2 separate regions of the Mus musculus genome follow, and region 1 is linked to region 2. The links are chromatin contacts, called in public promoter capture Hi-C maps. All regions are on one chromosome and are shown on one strand. Each heading gives the region's core, a stretch centred on a gene start, on an enhancer-like site or on the middle of the called end of the contact. The rest is flanking DNA. Distances are from core to core; before and after follow the strand shown.

What was found. Capture Hi-C pulls out chosen DNA fragments and counts their contacts.
Region 1: a contact with region 2 is called in a promoter capture Hi-C map of adipose tissue. The contact joins two enhancer-like sites. A contact is called at or near these places in 1 of 39 promoter capture datasets (pre-B cells) and 1 of 9 other capture datasets (adipose tissue).

The regions. Positions count from the first base shown.
Region 1 is chr11:55,213,390-55,217,588 of GRCm38.p6, reverse strand. Slc36a1 (solute carrier family 36 (proton/amino acid symporter), member 1) reads right to left here. Exons shown (of 11, transcript NM_153139.4): 2 at 3,515-3,659. The coding sequence starts at 3,654. Among named protein-coding and RNA genes, the nearest start is that of Slc36a1, 11 kb to the right of the region's middle. Within about 2 kb of position 2,483, at least 34 of the 459 cell types and tissues checked have an H3K27ac peak or open chromatin away from gene starts, as enhancers often do. A contact at or near this core is called in adipose tissue, where this site is marked.
Region 2 is chr11:54,689,714-54,694,224 of GRCm38.p6, reverse strand. Rapgef6 (Rap guanine nucleotide exchange factor (GEF) 6) reads right to left here. Exons shown (of 29, transcript NM_001252494.1): 26 at 3,820-4,048; 27 at 2,485-2,987. Among named protein-coding and RNA genes, the nearest start is that of Cdc42se2, 96 kb to the left of the region's middle. Within about 2 kb of position 2,789, at least 24 of the 459 cell types and tissues checked have an H3K27ac peak or open chromatin away from gene starts, as enhancers often do. A contact at or near this core is called in adipose tissue, where this site is marked.

The sequences.
Region 1 (4,199 bases), core at 1,234-3,733, 520 kb before region 2:
GCTGGGCTTCCTGGCCCTGACTACTGTCATTTGGCATGACCATCCCTTCTGTTCTAGGACCTGCCCGCTCATCTGTACTGTGCAGTAACTGTGGAGTGCTCTCGGAGGTCAGAAGAGAGTGTCAGGTTGCCTGGGACTGACTGGAGTTATGGACGGTTGAGCCATCATGTGGATGCCGAGTACCAAAGCTGGGTCCTCTGGAAGAACAGCAATCATCTAGATCTCCGGCCCCTCGTTTAAAAAAAAAATATGTCTGTGTGTGTGCACGTGTGCATGAGTGAGGGTGCCCTCAAATACCAGGAAAGGGTATGGGATCCCCTAAAGCTGGAGTTACAGGTAGCTGTGAACAGCCCACTGTGGGTGCTGAGACCAGAACTCAGGCCCTCTGCAAGGGCAGCGAATGCTCTTAACCACTGAGCCAGCGTTCCAGCATCACGTCCCCCACGGCTGTTTAAAATATCTCCTAAACGTCTCATCTGACAGAAGACAGCTGGGTGTCTGTTTCAATGTCTATATGTCGCGTTGCTTTGGAGCGAGTCTAGGAGAGACTGTGTTCTCCCTAGTCGTACAGCCGGAAAAGGAAGGGACATCTTAAACGCCTCTTCAACCGTGACAGTTCTTCTGACACTGCTCCAAAATGAGATGCTGCTGCGTGGAAGCTGAGCCTCCCACAGTCTGTTTCCTTAACCCACTGTTGCTGCTGCTGTCTTCAGGGACCTTTCTATCATGCAAGATTTCCTAACATACATGGAGTTTCCTGGCTCCTAAGGCATGCGCTCACCTAGGTCCTTATATAAGCTCAAAACCTTGCTTCCGAAGGTTCCCCTGGACCTCTTGGGGATGATCTCACAGTGCCAGCTGGATACCAGGGTGACTTGGGCACTCTGCTTGTTTGTATTTTTCTTATTTTGTTTGAAAGCTCACAGTTCATGGGAGCCACAAGAACATTGCTGGTGTTTTTTTTTTTTTTCTTGAGTTAATGGGTTCATTTCATTTTCAAAGAAAATGCTAAATACTTGGGTCTGAAAAACCTAGTTAGCTGGTTGTTCTCTCTAGTAAAATAAACTATTCCTATGGGGTAGGGGGAGAAAAAAAACCCAATTAGTTCAGTTGACAACTGGTATCTGGTAATTTTTTATTTAGACTACTAAAAGCCCCGTTGCTAAAGGTTGCAGCTTAATAAGAGTTAATGACCTCTCTCTCTTGTCAAGAATTTTTTGTTGGTCATTGGAGACAGGGCCTCAGGCATCCCAGGCTGTTCTTGAACTCCCTGTGTAGTCCAGGATGACCTTGAGACTTCTGATCCTCCTGCCTCCACCTCCCACGTGCCACCTCACCGAATTTATGTGTTTCTGGGAACAAGACCAGGGCATAGTACATGCTAGGCAAGCACTTTGCCACCCAGGCTGCATGCAGCCCCAGCCCTGTCAAACTGTCCTTTTCCTTCTACCCACATGTGTCTCAGACAATGTGGTATGTGTGTTGGGGCGGGGGGGGGGGGGGAGGGGGAAAGTGTGAGTGGGGGAAACTGTAGACGCACACTGCCCTGCATCTTTGTGCACATGTGAAGAGAGTGACAGGCAAACAGCACCTTGGCACTTGGAGGAAGGGACTTGGTCTAGGAACCCCGAAGCTCTGCAGGCCGTATCTGGCTGTTCTGAGGCATCAGACGCCAGCGGGTAGCTGATGCCCCAGTCTGCTGACCTTTGGAAGCACTGCTGAGGTGGGATAGAGAGATGTTCCTAACTACTCAATAGGGCAAGAAAGAAAATGTGCCCTACAGTATAAACGGCCCTACTGTGTGTAAACCGCCCTCCGGTGTTAACAGAGGCTGCTGCCAATACTGTCAATGGCTCTACGGCACCAACTGTTAGCTGAAAATCACTATTACCCTGCCACAGAAATGTCTACAGTTCCTATTTGCACTCACTATTTTGGGCTTTTAACTGAGCCTTTAACTTCTAGAAGAGTCAGGTGTGGTTAAGCAGCTCTTCCAAGGTACTTTGCTCCTTAATAAAGTAGATAACAGGAAGGATAAAGGCTTCCAATCATGTCCCTCACAATACCTGAGAGAGATTAACAAGGGTCCCTAATCAGCCTTGGCCCACCCGGCATGTTTCCAGAATAAAAGCCTGGGTAGAGCCTGTCCCCAGGCTGGAGGGACCAATGCTCCAAGACCCCAATGAATACTCTGCCCTGTATCTTGGGAAATGTCCTAATAGAAGTCGAAAGAGGGAACTGTCTGCTCAGCATGATTTCCAAGAAACCAGGGGAAGTGATAAAGGCGACCTTGAGGACAGCCCAGGCATGTATCCTTGGATGGCTGACCTAGAGCAGCCATTCTGTTCTTGACTAGCTAGCTGGACTTGACTTTCAGAGAAGTCTCTACAAAAGTGAAAAATTCAGACTGTGCACAGAAAGCACTGTGCAAACAAGCTGACAATTGGAAGTATTTCACAAGCCCTCAAGAGACCTCCTTCTCCACACTGATTGGACAGATGAAATCAGAGGGAAGACAGGAAGGGTGTCCTGGCTGCCAACAGCTGTATCATACACAAGCAATCTTCTTCCCCAGCTGAATTTGCAAGTAAGTCGGGAATCTGTAACAATGGGCTGTATGGGGCATAAGCTAAAAAGCCAGAATCTTTGTGCTAATGGTGGCAAGGAGCCACTCATGTGCACACACCATTTTCTACACCCACCTCAGTTCACAGGGGAAAACACCCTCCCAGGAAAAGATGCAGAGAGAACACCCCACACATCCCCTTGAGCTGCCACAGTCTCTTTAAGCAGTCATGGAGCGTAGAGGCATGAGGCACTAAGACACAGAGCCATCCTCAGTAAGTCACACCCAGCCACAAGGGACACTAGAAGGATGACAGCTGAGATTGGGGATAAATGATAGGACCGCCAAGGACAGGGACCTGGGACCTTGACAAAGGCCAGGGGCATGCTGGGAAACTCAGAACAGAACCCCATCCTCTGAAGTTTCCTCACACAGCCAGCCCAGTTTCCCAGTAGGCTTCTCAACTGGTTCTTATATCAGGAGAAACTGTGAACCAGAGAGCCAAACGTGGCCCAGATGAGACTGGGGTTTCAGGTGCCAGGTACAAGACTGCAGCCCCCTTAAGGAAAGTGGATCTCTCTTCTACCAACTCTGGAGGGTTCTTAAATACAGCTGCCACTCCCTCCCGCCAAGTGCCGGGATTGGAGTCCCAGGAGGCTCTGCCAAGGAGGCGCTAATGGGGCCAGGAGGCATCTGACACTTGGTTCTTGCCCAAGACATTATTTCTCACGCAGATTTTAAGTACAAGCTCTTCACCAGCCTTTGGGAACTAACAAGAAATAAGCAATGACTAGGGAGGGGCAGAGTCCCTTGCTGGCCCTGCCTATGGATAGCCTACTTTCCTCTGTCAAGCAGAGTGTAAAATGGGAAGGTGGAGGCACCAGTTGTTCCAAGGGAGACTTGGGGACAGGAAAGCCCACTCCATGGCAGAAGGTCACAAATACTCACGTCATGCTACTGTTCTCTCCTAAGCGTTGGTAGGAGCCGGGGGAGAAGCTGCCAAGGCCTTCAGATGGGCTCTCCTCGGGGCTCACGTCTGTGGAACTGTAGTCATGATAGTCTTCGTTCCGAAGCCTCTGTGTGGACATGGTAGCTGGGGGAACAGAGGCAGTGCTAAGATCTCCAGTAGATGGGGCCTTCAGCTCCAATTGTGGAGTGGGCTCAGAAACAGAGGCAGACATTGTCACAGCTGCTCCCGGTGACAGATGTACTATGGAGTGAGTCTGACTAGAGTGCCCAGTACCAGTCAAGGAGGATGCAAGAGGCACGAAGTCCACGGGCAGGCTGGGCCTGCTCACCCTCTGCCTCCCCACCTTCCCACTGGGTGCCCTGCTCATAAATTTCTAAATTCATTCCAGGGCACCTGGGCAACACACGTGTGAAGTAATTCTGGGTAGGGCAGGGTAGTGCAAGTGTACACTTCCAGGAAGCCTTCCCTAGTCTTCTGGTTGAGTTCACCCCCACCCTCCTCTGAGCTTATTATCTCTTGGACCTCAAACAGTAGTTAAATCACCTATCAGTGAGCTATTATCAGGAGACATGAACCCAGATGATTCTTGAAGTGTCTATTTTTATCCTCTACCTTCAGCAGAGGGCACAGTTATACTCATGAAATCCTCTCTGGGTCACCCAA
Region 2 (4,511 bases), core at 1,540-4,039:
AACAAAGGAAAGAAAACCCCACACTGAACATCACAATGGCAAAAATATAACTTAAAAACAGACAAAATGAATACACTTAAATACAATGATAGTAAACTAAAAATGTTCTTACAAACACTAATATTTAAACCTATCAGATATTTTAAGAAAACTCTACACATAGACAGCTACATGAAGCCAGAGGACAGTGACAGGACATCTCTCCCCAGGCACAGCCCTTGCACCCAACAGCTCAATGAAGCCCTCACTCCTGAAGACAACCAGTCACAAACTCACTTCCTGTTGGCTCTGAGTCACAGCACTGGCACATGTTCGCAGACCGTCTTCGGGTGGCTCAGCGTGGACACATCCCAGTCCAGGCATGCAATCAATGAGCCTTCCGAGTGTAGATGAACTAACTCTTTGTGGTATGTTATTTTTATTTTGAGAAGGATCTCTACACAGCCGTGGCTCTCAGAGGTCTGCCTCTGACTCCTGGTGTTGATATTAAAGGCTTATGCTGCCACCCTTGGCTAGGGTCTTTCTTCTTCTTCTTTTTTTTTTTTTTTTTTTTTTTTTTCCCTGAGACAGGGTTTCTCTGTGTAGCCCTGGCTGTCCTGGAACTCACTCTGTAGACCAGGCTGGCCTCGAACTCAGAAATCCGCCTGCCTCTGCCTCCCGAGTGCTGGGATTAAAGGCGTGTGCCACCACTGCCTGGCTTAGGGTCTTACTTCTAACTCCTGTTTTCTGATTAAAGTGTAGAAAAAAAACCCAAAGTTTAGAAAATGTGACCTTAAGAATAATGATAAAGCCGGGCGTGGTGGCGCACGCCTTTAATCCCAGCAACTTGGGAGACAGAGGCAGACAGATTTCTGAGTTCGAGGCCAGCCTGGTCTACAAAGTGAGTTCCAGGATAGCCAGGGCTATATGGAGAAACCCTGTCTCGAAAAAAACCAAAAAAAAAAAAAAAAAAAAAAAAAAAAAAAGAATAATGATAACTTTTCTTTTTGCTGAGTGTATAATAAACCCCTGGAAAGGGACTAAGCTTCAAAAAGTATCAGAACAAGGAAGAAAGGAGTGAAGCCTGTTCAACTATCTGTTGATTATACAAAGAACATCTAAGACACTGCCAACACATGAGCAGAATGGACTTAAGGAGTCACATCTACATCGCACATCACACCATCACAACAAGAGCTTTGTCCTTTGGGTTCCTAGTCTTCTACCAGTAAAACTCAAAAGTAATGTAATGTCAAGGTCAATGCAATCAATGAGCCTTCTTAGTGTAGATGAACTAACTCTTTGTGGTATCTTAAGGTCAATGTAATGTCAAGGTCAGAATAGGCCTCTGCTTTCATCTGAGGACAAGCAGACATGACTAAGTATGACAGTGGAAAAGTTGTCAAGAGAAGAGAAAAATGAAGAAGGATTTACCCATATCACCAAGAAGTGAAAGACATTAAAATTAACACTCAGAGGGACCTGTGCTTATACATTCCTAGAATCCTGAAAAGTTCTAAATAAATCCAAGATATTACAAGATTAGCACATTTGATAGTTATTTCATGTAACAGGGAAGTAGAGATATTATGTGAAAGTACTCATTTAATTCAGGGAATAAACAAATTGATGACTAAATATACTGCAAAAGCTCACTAGACAGCAACCCTCACATCAGCTGACACCTGGTGAGGTCCACAGAAATGCCTGGGGTCTCTTTCTGTCTCTGTGGTGCTGAGAGTGAGTACAGGGTCCACTCACGGGGCTAAGACCTACTGTGTCAGAGTTGGTTCAGTATCTTAGCAGGTCTCTCTGCCTGAAAAGTAAGAGGACCTGTTGTTTCTGTCATGTATACATAGCAACTGTGGACCCAACAACTTAGAGATCAATACAACAATCTTTCCTTTCCCTGCACATACTCCTAATGGCATGGAACTTTAGAAAAGGCATCGCCGAGGCTCTACCTGTGGGTCTGTGTGTTCCATGTGTATCTGATAGCAAGTATATTTTCTGTTAATATTATTGTCAATTCCCTTTTTGTTTTATAAAAACAAGGACATGCATGACAGAGAAAAACAAAACAAAACAAAACAAAACAAAACAGAACAAAACAAACAAAGCTCCGGAGAAGCCACAAATTTTGGAGCAATAAATTGTGGAAGGAAGAAAATAAGTATAGCGTCAGAGAAAGAATAAGATCTGGTAAAGAAGGCTGGTGAGATGGCTCAGCAGGTAAGAGCATGGAAGACTGCTCTTCCAAAGGTCATGAGTTCAAATCCCAGCAACCATATGGTGGCTCACAACCATCCGTAACGAGATCTGATGCCCTTTTCTGGAGTGTTTGAAGTAAGCTACACTGTACTTACATATAAATAAATAAATAAATAAATAAATAAATAGCCCATTCTTAAAAAAAAAAATCTGGTAAAGATAGCCCCGTATCTCTTTCTAGGGGGAGGGGCAAATAATGCCTCAACATCAGTGATACAAAAACCCTGCACTTACCAATCAAGCCCTTGTCTGTACTGGAAGTGACAGTTTTATAAACAGGGTCAGTGGTATCCCTGGGCTCCAAGCCATCAGGTGCCTCTGCTGGTGCACTTTCCAACACCCTCCGCTTAACTGTCCCGTAGTTTGGTTCACATGTGTCCGAGAGTGAGCTGGAGGAGGCCCAACTCTGCCTCAGCTGGTTCGTCTCTAGGCTGCCTTTGCACTGGCCACAAGTTCTTGAGCAGCCTTTAGGACAGGCACAGGGCTCACAGTCAGTGGGCTCAACTTCTGCAATAGGGTCATCTAAATGCATGTGTCTGTAAGAATTCAGGAAGTCCCAGCTTTTTTGATTTTGAAGGCTTTGGAAGTTGTCATGGGAGCTGCTGGAACAGGAAGTCCAACTGCCCCGCCCACTGTCAGCTGCTTCCAGCACAACATGCTCATGAGACATCTCTTCGCTGCTCAGAGAAGATGAGACAGCTACACCCTTGATAAGACACGGCTTTGACAGCATCCACCTGAAAGTGGGGACAAACAGATGAGCAATGAGTAATCTGGTGGTATACTGGAGACTCCTCAGCACATGGCCCCAGGACACACCTGAATCCTTAGCTAGGCAATGTTTCCTCTAAGAAATCCTGACTGACTTTAAATAAAAGTACAAGATGAAATTTGAAATTGGCATTTGACATCCTTTTTTTTGAAGGAGGGACAGACTCAATTGTGCTTTTCTTGAATGTCAATTTTTTTTTTCTTTAAGAAAACAACAGTCTCAATGTCAAAAGGCTAAACATGGGAATTCAGACCAAGGCCTGGCCCTACTCTCCTAGCTCTTGCATTGTGCTGGACAGACATGCTGGCCTGGAAGTCTGCTGTACGGTGAAATCTTTCTCCAGGAGCCACACCACTAGTAACAGCAGCAGGTGCACAGGATTCTTAGTGAGTGACGAGATACATGGCAGAAAGTAACCTGAATAAAGAGAGTTCAGGAACATACAAAAAGGGTATCTACCAGGTGGCAGCTGCAGCACATTCCTTTAATCCCAGCAGTCAAGAGGCAGAGGCAGAAGCAGGTGATCGGATCTCTGTAAGTTTGAGGACAGCCAGGGTACACAGAGAAACTCTGTCTAAAGAAACAAAAACCAAACCAAAACAATAAAAAAGGAAACCTGTGTATCTCTCAAGTAGCATGAATTTCCACACTCAGTATGTACAAAGGGCATACATGTAGCCTCACACTCTTACACAGTATGCCATAGACCTAAGCTACTGGGGGAGGGTGCAAGGCAGGCTCTCAATGCTGCATACTGGTTCTGTTTTGGAGGCAAGAGCACAGACATGGATGTTTACCCGTGAGCAAGCTGACTGTGGTCTGAGATCCCGGAAGGGTGATCTGTCTTTTCCAATGCCCCTGTGGGCTCAGGAACTGCCAGACTGTGGGAGGAACAGCGTTCATCCTGCCCAGCTGCAGACATGGAGTCAACAGAACCATTGCTCACAATGCTGGACCGAGAGGAGATTTCACTGTGGCTGGAGTCAGACAAGTTGTCACATTTACTTGATGGTGTGAGTGTATAACCTGAATGAGAAGAGAACACCCATCAAACTTCAAAAAAGGGGACAAACAGGGGCAGCCGTGTGAGACCAAGAAAAAAAATGAAGGAAAACAAACAACAAACAAACAAACCCAAAGTAGGAGGGAATGCCAGGATGCATGCCTGAGGCTGTAAGGATGGCAATTTCTCCATTCCTTTCCCCATATAGCCAATTCACCCACCACCTACAACCACATCCACAGAACTCCACATTGCAGAAAAACGTCAAAATCTAGTATTACTGTCCCAGAATCACATACTTTCTCAAATTTTCAGTAAAACAAGAACAATAAATATGTTATAAACATTAACAAGTACACATACTTCAGTTTTCAACCTCATTCATTTTAACTCTATATCCCCTTCTTTGACATGAAATATTTCATGGCCCACCCTAAGGAAGCAACACGCAGGCTCAAAGAACTGTACTTGGAAATCTTCAAAGTG